Linked DNA regions of Mus musculus: region 2 is linked to region 1. A link is a contact called in public HiChIP or PLAC-seq data. All regions are on one chromosome and are shown on one strand. The core of a region is the stretch at or near the end of the contact, and the rest is flanking DNA. Distances in the headings are between cores, read along the strand shown.

Region 1 (5,196 bases), core at 515-3,014:
TAGAGGTAGATGCAGAGACCCACACTCAAACATCAGGTGGAGCTTAGAAAGCCTTGTGGAACAGTGTAGGATAGACTAGACTAAGCTGGAGGGGGTCAAGGACACCACAGAAGATCTACAGAGCCAACTAACCTGAGTAAATGGTGGCTCAGAGACTGAATCACTAACCAACGAACATGAAGGGACTGGACCTAGAACCCCTGGGCATTTGAAGCAGATGTGCAACTTGGTCTTCACATGGGTCTCCTAACAATTGGAGTAGAGGCTGTCTAGCTCTGTTGTCTGCTATTAGATCCCTTCTCCTAACTGGTTAGTCCTCAGTTGGGAGAGAACTGTGACTTGATATTTCAGGGCAAGGTAGTACACAAGGGAGCTTCCTCTTCTCTCAGGAAGAGGGGGTATAATAGGGAGTGGTATTTAGGAGGAAATAATGGAGATTTCATTGTTATCTAGGGCATAAGGTGAATAAAAAAGAAAGTAATGCCCTTGATCTCCTTTTGTTGTCGAATTGCTCTGGCTAGGACTTCAAGTACTATATTGAAAAGGTAGGGAGAAGGTGGGCAGCCTTGTCTAGTCCCTGATTTTACTGGGATTGCTTTGACCCCCAGAGCTCATGTCTCTAGCTTCATATGTAGCAGAAGATGGCCTAGTCCGCCCTCATTGGGAAGAGAGGCCCCTTGGTCTTGCAAACATTACATGCCCCAGTACAGGGGAATGCCAGGGCCAAGAAGTGGGAGTGGGTGGGTAGGAGAGCAGGGCAGGGGGAGGGTATAGGAAACTTTTGGAATAGCATTTGAAATGTAAATAAAGAAAATATCTAATTTAAAAAAAAAGAAATTAATGGAAGAGAATGAAAGAAACTAAGATTGCCAATAGGATGCCATATCATGGTCTGCCTGGTTATCCAAGATTCCTAGTCACACTTCTCTCCTGATTTTTAATTTTATATTTGGCATTAAGATAACCATCAAAAATTTAAAGGTAATTTTGAAGGAACAACAGACGATTTGACATTAGCAATTCTTGGCACCCAGAACAAAATGAGTTAACTTGAATGTGAATAAAAAACTATTAATAATAGAAATGGTTAAACAAAGGCTTATGATTGGGAATTACAAAACTATATGTATAAGGTAAATTATAATGTTATGTGCAAAGTATGAGAAATAAAATGAAATAAAACACACATTAAGAAATGGGGATGCACATATTTAATACCAGAACAGAGGTAAAAGAAGCAGGAAAAGCATGACAGAAGGCACTCAGTTCTGTCCAGTTAGTCCCTGGCTCAGTCCAGCCTACAAAATGTGGAAAGGTCTCAAAAAGATATCCAGTCACCAGAATGTGAGACAACTGGTGTTTTATTACCAAAGCAAGTCATTTAACTGATCTTGAACTTTAACTCTATATTTAAATCAATTATTTTGTATATTTTACAAAACAGGTAATTACCTATTTGTATTGCAGGCATAAAACACTAAATTATTCCTGATAAACACTTCAAGTTTGACCCACAAATTGCTAAGATACCATCATATAAGAGAGTCCAACTATGTGGATTTAGGAACTTCTCAATATCAAGGTCAAGAATACGGCAAATGAGTAACTGTCCCAGTCAGTGTCTACCAAGCTGTCATGTGTTCTTGATCTTCACTAAACTTACCCGTGTTTTGTGACAGCTGCAGTGAGTTGAGTGTGCTTTCATGTCATATAGTGCTGCTCATTCAGTTCAGACAGCTGTAGAGCAAGGGCCCTAAAGACAAAACTTACTCATGCAATTAAATACTTGTGCTCTTCACAATACATAGGGAGAGAAACTGGTGACACTGGAGTGGATGTCACTCTCATTATATGTATGGTTCTTAAAAGCAAAATATATGTGCTTGAGAAAAATGCACCATAGTTAGGAGAGCTCTTCCGGTGGACCTGGTTTCAGTTACGGCACACATATGGAGGTTCATTATTAAGTGTGACTGTAGTCCCAAAGGATTCAACACTTTCTTCTGGCCTCCATACAAATTGCACATACATGGCCCATAGACATACAGACAGAAAAACATTCATGTATATAAAACAGAAGGTGAAATCTCAAAATATTTTGTAAAAAAGGCAAAGCCTCCTTAGTTACTGCTTTCCACAAATCACATTACCACAGTACATAGTAGGTATATTAGAGTTCTCAGGTTTCCAATGGATGCACACAGTGTTTGTAAACACTTCTGTCTCCCTTTGTATAAAGTTCCATAAACATGCACATATGTTATCATTTGTGGGAAATATACAGCTAAACTTCCTATTTTCTATCTTTGATAGTTTTCCTTCCTCAAAGAAACTAAAACAACTTCTCAACATTGAAGAAGAGTTAGAACTGTCAGTCAGACAAAAGTGGCAGGATGATAGAAAAGAAAATGAAAGTAACCCACCTGGTTTTGACTGCAACAAAAGTATGGGGGAAGGCACATGTCTTCTTCAGAACCAGCTACTTAAGAGGCAGTGAGAAATGAGATTTGACCATACAAAACCCAGAGAGGAGCCCTTTCTATATGTATAGGGCCTAAAAATTTATGAAGGACAGAAGGCCTGAAATTCACATGGCCTTTTGAAAGCTCTTCTTGTGAAAAATATAAATAATCTGTGGAGGCCAACATTGAACTGAGGCTGCCAGATTTAGAAAGTCAGTTAAGTGTGAGGTTTATATAAGTTAAATGAGAACTTGTGGAACAATGGTCACAATAATTTCATATTTTTACTGAGTACATTGGAATGCTTTACATTCCATACATTTAAACACTTAGATTGGCACTATTCCTAGGATTTACTCTAGAAGCCTATTTTGGCATTAGATAATGGTTAAAGCAAAGGCTTAATGGTTAAAATATTGAAAATATGTGACTGTGGAATGTTCATTCCTAAATGGGATGTCTTACATCCTACAGTCCAGGGACAGTGCAGAAACATTTATGAAGAGACAAGATGAATTTAAGGACTGGACATTGTGAAGGAGTGCAGTGCAACAGTGTTTTTGGGGAATAACTTAGCCATTGCACTCGTGAGCAAACTGTCACTGTGCTTATTTGTACCAGATTTGACCCATAACCATTTTTTCATGCAAAAGGAGGGGCCCAAGTGGCCTTATTCTTCAATGAAGACCCATGAGTAAGTAATGAATGCCGGGCAGATGTGATTTTCTTAAGCAGTGTAGCCCATATTCCAGAAAAGAATCAACAGTCATGAAATATCCACAATTAAACCCAGAAACAATAGAAAGAGCAGCAAATTCACAACAGGAAATTTTGAAGAAGAATATTTCACCTGGAAATAACGGAGGAAGAATAAAGCTAATGAGGGTGAAATACTCAAAATTCAGTACATACATGAATGAAAATATCAAATTAAAATAGTAAATGTGTGTTCTGAACAATGCCCAGTCCCATATATGCAATTTACATTTGGTAACTTATTCTAATGTTATGTAGAAAGTACTGTTTGCTGACTCCAATATTCCTAACCCTACAGTCAACACACTGTTACCAATACATGTAGTCAAACTGCAATTTGGATCTTTCTTTAAAAGGATTCAGCAGCAATAATGATAGAAGTTGATTGCCAGAGTAGCAGGCTAGTAGACTGGATATGTTCTAATCATAGGACCCCTTAAAATATACATTTAGACCAAAAGAAAGATAAATCAAAAGAACTCATGACATAAACGGTACTTGATGTTAGAGGAGTCTCCAATACCAGGATAAAGGAGCCATGATGAAAAAAAAAGTATAAGAAGAATAATAAAAGATAAATTAATAGATATGTAGATAGATAAAGCTAGGAATCTAGATAGATGGTAGATAGATAGATAGATAGATAGATAGATAGATAGATAGTGCCTAATAGCCATTTAGTTTAGAATTTAAGATAACCTGAACAGTGATCCCTACTATGCCATTCCTACATATGTAGGGTAGCAGGCATAAGAATTGATGAACTCTTAGAATACCCAAGATACAATTCACAGACCACATGAAGCTCAAGAAGAAGGAAGACCAAAGAATGGATACTTTGGTCCTTCTTAAAAGGGGGAACAAAATACTCATGGGAGGTGTTACAGAGTCAAAGTGTGGAGCAGAGACTGAAGGAATGACCAGCCAGAGACTTCCCCACCTGGGGATCCATATCATATACCATCACCAAACCCAGACACTATTATGGATGCCAACGAGTACTTGCTGACAAAAACCTGATATAGTTGTCTACTGAGATGCTCTGCCAGTGCCAGACAAATACAGACGTGGATGCCCTCAGCCAACCATTGGACTAGCACAGGGTCCCCAATGGAGGAGCTAGAGAAAGGACCCAAGGAGCTGAAAGGATTTGCAGCCCCATAGGAGGAACAAGAGCATGAACCAACCAGTAAGCTGAGAGTTCCCAGGGACTATACTACCAACCAAAGAGTACACATGGAGGGACCCATGGCTCCAGCCACATATGTAAGAGAGGATGGCCTTGTTGGTCATCAATGGGAGGAGAAGCCCTTGGTCCTGTGAAAGCACTATGCCTCAGTGTAGGGAAATGCCAAGACCAGTAAGGGAGTTTGGGTGGGTTAGTGAGCAGGGTGAGGCAGGGAGGGGATAGGGTTTTTTGGAAGGGGAAACCGGGAAAGGGTATAACATTCAAAATGTACATAAAGAAAATATCTAATAAAAATTGATGAACTGCTAAATTAATGTTTACTCAAGATAATTGATGAACTACATGCTCTTATGATATTCATAGACTTATAAGGATATAATCTTCTCAGCAAGCTCATGGCCGAGATGTTGCTGACATCCTAGGCATGAGCATCAGTATATTACCGTGTTTTGTTCCCGTCACCATCACCTGCCTACTCAAGATAGAAAGCAGTTTATACCAGTTGCTCACGTAATAGAAAGGCCACCTTCCCATTGGTTGTAACTATACCAATTGCAACTGTGAAGACACAGAATTATCCCTACACTTTAATTTTGGATATAAATTTGCGTTGGTATATGCAAACTTCCATTCTTTACACTGGATATGAATTAACAGAATTAAATGTTTTTAAAGGACAATATTTTGTGCTCTAGTGTAAACAATATGCTAAGTAATCTCATCAATATTCTCATTAAGAAACTTATTGAGTACCTATTTTGAAGATATGCCAGGTAAAGGCAGTGTTAT
Region 2 (5,567 bases), core at 385-2,884, 670 kb after region 1:
AGGGGTTGCGTGAGCTGTCCTCAAGCGTCAAAGTCTCTCCTAAAATTACCAACATCAGAGCCCCAGAACCAGGAGTCCTGTCTACAGAGTAAGACCCTGTCTCAAAACCACCACCACAACAACAAAAATAGCCATTGGAATTCACTTAGAATTATCCTTACTGATAAAATTACAACTATAAAAGAGATAATTATTTTAAGTACAGAAAATTATTCAGAAAAAAATCTATTCTAGAAAGCAACTCTGCGTTTAAGTAACTGTTTTGGATCATTTCTCCATTGCCATAATTTACACTTAGATTACACACTGGGGACTAGAAGTGATCTTGTGGGTGCCCATAAAAGACTGCCCATGAACGCAATTTATAATCATTGAAAGTGTAGACATGCAGTCAGAAACACAACCATGATTACTCAGAAAAAAAAAAAGTTCCTTTCTTGAAACTTTTAAACATAAATATGGAACTTTACATGCGTGCACATTATACAGCAACATGTTTTAAGAATAAGCATGCATCCTGTGAGTTTGATTGTACGTAAACTCGGTGAGAATGTATTTTTAAATAAAACAAGAGTTTTGTTCTTAGGAATTGATGCTTGGACGTTAGCATAGGGAACGCAAAACCCAATTCTGCAAAATCCCAAGTATCCCCAGGGCCAGCCTCTGCCAACAGCGTCAGGCAGGGGTAAAGCTTGCTCAGAGACAGTCTTCACACCTCAGGAGTCCAGGCCCCGTTTTAACCAATTACAGGCAGGCCTTTATTTTTGCTTGGATTGAGATATTTTGTTTTGTTTCTTACTGAAGTTTTCATTTGTTTGTTTGTTTTTGCTGCGGGTCAAACTCAGGGCCTTGGAGTTGAGAGGAAGAGAGACTACCTCGGCTTTACAAATGTCAGCCTCTCTCTACCATAGGAAGCATCTTTCCAAGCTTCCTAACTGAATGTTATTTACAATTCTGTTTTGATTACACACACTTTTTGTATTTCGGGGAAAAAAAAAAACAACATTTTCCTGTGCATGGTCTTAAGTCCTTTTCTAAAACAGAAGTTTAACACTACAACAAACAGCAGAAATAGATATTAGGGGGAAACACAGAAATGAAGGCAGACTCTCTCTAACGGAGAATATGGGTGAGGGAGTCCTTGGGGAAGCCAAGCTATGAAGAGTTACCTAAGATTATTCTTCCATTTCCTTAACCTCCCTTGGACTTTCCAACAATCCCTCCCACAGCAACCACACACAGAGAGGGACCAACCTGTGAGGGGTACACAGCCGGGGGCGGGGCGGGGGGGGAGTGGATTCAGGACACTGCTCTTTACCCAGTTTCTGCACGGGCAGTCAGTTAGCAGCACTCACTGTGAGGACCCTAGTGGCAGCCCAGGGTGGATCTCCCTAGGACTGCAGTTGAGCTCAGATTTGAGCCCTAATGTAGCTTTAAAGTGTCCAGTATTTAAGTTTGACTCATATTCTCCCAGGAAAACTTCCATGTTCCCTAAAACAACCTCCCCTGACCTGTGATAACCTGTCAGTAGATGTCCATAGAAAAACCGTCTGCCTGAAGGAGTCGTGTGGGCAGGGGCTTCAGACAGGCAGATTTGCACCCCAACCCAGCCAGCACAGTCAGTTATGGGTGGCTTTGTGCGCTTACGATAACAAAGTTAAGGGCTTGGCAGTGAGCTGAAGTAGCAAACAGTCAAACGAACCCATCTTCCATGCTAGAAAATGTCCTGGCCACTTCATAAACAGCCACACGTGTAGTTTTTGCTGGTTAACTGGACCCAGGGCTGTTGTCCCAGACAGAGTCAGATGATGAAGAGAAATACTAGAAATGCAAGCATACTGAGAGACCTAAGGGATTTACTGGGGGGGACACCACAGTGGATTTTATGGGCACATATTAATTATCCAGCACTAGGAGCCTTAAGCACCTCAGAACACGTTCCTTTAGCCACGCATAACCAGGAGAGTGGGGCTCTCTGATCAATCAGTGAGCAAGTGCCAAACACTCCAACAGGACCCGGAAGAAACCGTGAGGTCCGGTGATGTTCAGCTTAGCTTTCTAAAGGACCATGACAATAACTTTCCCAAAGAGGAAGGACTGTTGAAATGAAAACAGAGATAATAAGCCTTTAAGGACAGTAACTGATAAGGCCATGTCTCCCAAATAGCCCACTCTGCTGTGGTCACAGAAATCCCAGCCTCTGCCTGGCCTTGGAGGTTTTGACGTGCTGGGCTGGAGCGCTCCCTTCTGGCCACTGCCTTGAGTGACACCAAGTTCTGAGGCCAGAGTCTCTCGGGTGACTTATCTAAAATTATCATTTTAAAGGCTTATTATTTAAAAGGCTTATTATTTAGATAATGACTTATCTAAAATGTCACCTTTTTGCCCTAGATTTCCTGGATGTTTTGGATTAGGAATTTGTGTCAACGTGTTCTAAGGTATCTTCTACACCTGAGATTCTCTCTTCTGTCTCTTGTATTCTGTTGGTGATGCTTGCATCTGTAATTCCTGACCTCTTTCTTTAAAAAAAAAAGGGGGGGGAGGGGAATAGGAGGTAGCTATCAATCCATCAAAGACTATTTTTAACATCATTTGATACATATTATTTTTACATAGTTGAGATCATGCTATGCAGTAGCCATTTTCCATCTGCTTCCGGTTTCACTCCCTACCCCTGGCCCCTGTCAAACTGGCTTCCACTATCCCACTAGACTGGCAAGTGTAAAGCGTAGAAGGGTCAAGCCAGGATATTTGCTCACCAGCCCTGCCTGGGGAAGGAATTTTCCAGTAGCCACCACTCTTGCACCCACCAAGTGGGAAATTTCTAGGCCGTGAGAGCTCTTGCAACCCTGACATTGCTCAGCTCCAGGTCCCTTCAGCTTAATGATGGGTTCTCTGCTATTTGTCACCTACAAAGTAGGTCCCACTATGACATTGTTTGGAATACCCAGAGTGGTATATGTTCCTAATCATGACAAGATCAATGTGTATATTCATTTAAAATTATTCCACATGGGTTGTCAAATATAGTACTTTACAGATGGTGTTATCTTGGTTTGTTGTTGTTTTATTTTGTTTGAGACAAGGTCTGACAAAGCGATGGCCAAGGGTGACCTTAAACTCCTGATCTTCCTGCCTCTACTTCCTGAGTGCTGGAATTACAGCCTGTATCAGCATACAAGGGTTTAATGTGGTGCTGGAGATCAAACCTAGAGGCACTCTCCCACTGAGAGACACACAACCCCAGTGAACAAACTCGATCTTAAAAGACTGAATAATAATTCACATCATTTAGGTTTCCATATTTGCTAAAATATTACCTTGGTACAAACATCTTCATATCTAAATTAGTATCCACCCTGCAATGTACTTGTACAGGACTGTTTCCTACAAGTAACTAAAAATGAATGGGACATTTTCTGTTTCTTGGTACATATTGCCAAAAAATATCTAGTAAGAAAAGTCAGAAGAGTTTACAACCCCACCGGCAAGCTGGGAAAGCCGTCTCGCCATCTCCACACCCCTGTTTATATTATTGTTGCTGAGACAGTAAGAAGGGCACCCTGATGCTGCTGCTGCTGCTGTTTAATTTAGGTGTTTTGTCTTCAATGTTAGCGAGGCAGAACGTTTTTTCAGGTGTTTCCTCTTTGGTAAACTCTCCTGCCTCTTACTAGAGTTCTCACTAGCTCTCTTAGAGATTAAGGTTATCATCAAATCCTTAGGTACATAGACACTGGCTGTGGTGGCATTAAACAGAGGGGAATTGTTAAAAGCATAGCACGGGATTCTACGTGCTAGAAAATTAGAATCAAGAGAGCCTGACAATTGGCAAACAGCCAGGTTCCCACTCTAAAGCACCTTTACAATCTGGCACTGCTGGCCGCGCTGCCCTGACTCGGGTAACTGGCATCGCTGCCCCTCCCACCAGCCAAATGCACAGTAACCATCCTTACATCTTTGTCATCCCCTGTATCAACATGGAAAGGCATTAATGGGCGGGTAGAGTCGGTTTTCCAGCTCCTTTACCTGTGAAGAGTACACTATGTAGGTGTGACGTTGTATACTTTGAGAAAGGCCCGTGAGTTCCATAACCACTTTCCTGCTATGGATCTGTTAAATATCCGCCAAAGGCCAAGGTGGAAGAATCCGTGGGAAGTGAAGCCTAGTGGGACATGGCCTTGAAGGAAATATTGGGATGCCCCAGCCCTCTCCTCTCCCCACTTCCTGGCCTCCATGAAGTGAACAGCTTCCTCATTCTTTGGTTCCTGTCAGGCCCAAAAACAACCCAGGGGCAAATGACAAAGAACTGAACCCTCTGGTCAAAACAAACCTTTCTTCTATGTTGATTATCTCAGGTAATTTGTCACAGCGCTAGAAAGCTAACTCTTTTGAGTCCATCTGCTCCATGCTGTGAGGAAGCCCAAGATGGCCCATGGAGAGCAGGAGGCCCAGGCAACCTCCACAGGCCCCAGCCCCTGCTTCATTTGAAGGACTGTTAGCAAATGGAAGTGCTCTAAGCAGTTGGTTTGGCGCGCTCCGGCGCTCCGGGGCATCACGGTAGAGCTGAGATACTCCCTTAGGACTCAAGCCCTGGGTAGGAGCAGCTGGACACACCCCGCTACTGCCAGGAAGCAGGGAGGATGGATATTTCAGCTTCAGTGGAGAGAGGAGATCTGTCCTTCCTTGAGTGAGTCCCCATTGCAAGGAAAACCAACAGAAGCTGGAGTTCCGACACTAAAACAACAAAACAATCCAAAATTCCTGTCGCCAAAGTAACTAGTGACACTGTGAGATGGCCCCCCCACCCCGGAAAAGTGCCACACAAGAGAAGAGTCCCTAACAGCAGAGCGTCTCTCACAACCCAGCATTCTGTGCTTTGAAAGTAGAAAGTTAGAATAAGCTAGGACCCCCTTCCTGAACCACTCACCTACCTGCCAGGAGCAACCATAGATTAAAAAACCATAGATGTAAAGAAATGAAGAAGGAAAATTTCAATATTGTAAATTGCAAATTTACACATAACATACATTACATGTGTACACAAATAAACCAAAGACAGCAAAAATCCAAACACAGAAAACCTGTACAACCAGGACCCTGTATTCACAATATCCAAAAGTATGCTCACAGTCAGCTATTGGATGGATCACAGGGCCCCCAATGGAGGAGCTAGAGAAAGTACCCAAGGAGCTAAAGGGATCTGCAACCCTATAGGTAGAACAACATTATGAACTAACCAGTACCCCGGAGCTCTTGACTCTAGCTGCATATGTATCAAAAGATGGCCTAGTTGGCCATCACTGGAAAGAGAGGCCCATTGGTCAGGCAAACTTTATATGCCCCAGTACAGGGGAACACCAGGGCCAAAAAGGAGGAGTGGGTGGGTAGGGAAGTGGGGGGAGGGTATGGGGGACTTTGGGGATAGCATTGGAAATGTAATTGAGGAAAATACCTAATAAAACAATTAAATAAATAAATAAATAAATAAATAAATAAAAGCTAATGGTTCAACAATTTATCTAAAAAATATATACATGAAAGAATATATATATACATACATATATATG

Evidence for each region. HiChIP or PLAC-seq counts read pairs in DNA pulled down with a chosen protein or histone mark.
Region 2: a contact with region 1 is called in an H3K27ac HiChIP or PLAC-seq map of large pre-B cells, with 5 times the contacts expected there. The contact joins two enhancer-like sites. A contact is called at or near these places in 1 of 15 datasets of contacts at CTCF or cohesin (large pre-B cells) and 2 of 115 datasets of contacts at active chromatin or transcription factors (the 230-238 cell line and large pre-B cells).

Annotation. Positions count from the first base shown.
Region 1 is chr6:70,077,112-70,082,307 of GRCm38.p6, forward strand. It overlaps Igk. Among named protein-coding and RNA genes, the nearest start is that of Gm46962, 140 kb to the right of the region's middle. Within about 2 kb of position 1,765, at least 5 of the 459 cell types and tissues checked have an H3K27ac peak or open chromatin away from gene starts, as enhancers often do.
Region 2 is chr6:70,750,422-70,755,988 of GRCm38.p6, forward strand. Gm30211 (a long non-coding RNA gene) reads left to right here. Exons shown (of 7, transcript XR_001785278.2): 7 at 1-1,269. Among named protein-coding and RNA genes, the nearest start is that of Gm30211, 24 kb to the left of the region's middle. Within about 2 kb of position 1,635, at least 15 of the 459 cell types and tissues checked have an H3K27ac peak or open chromatin away from gene starts, as enhancers often do.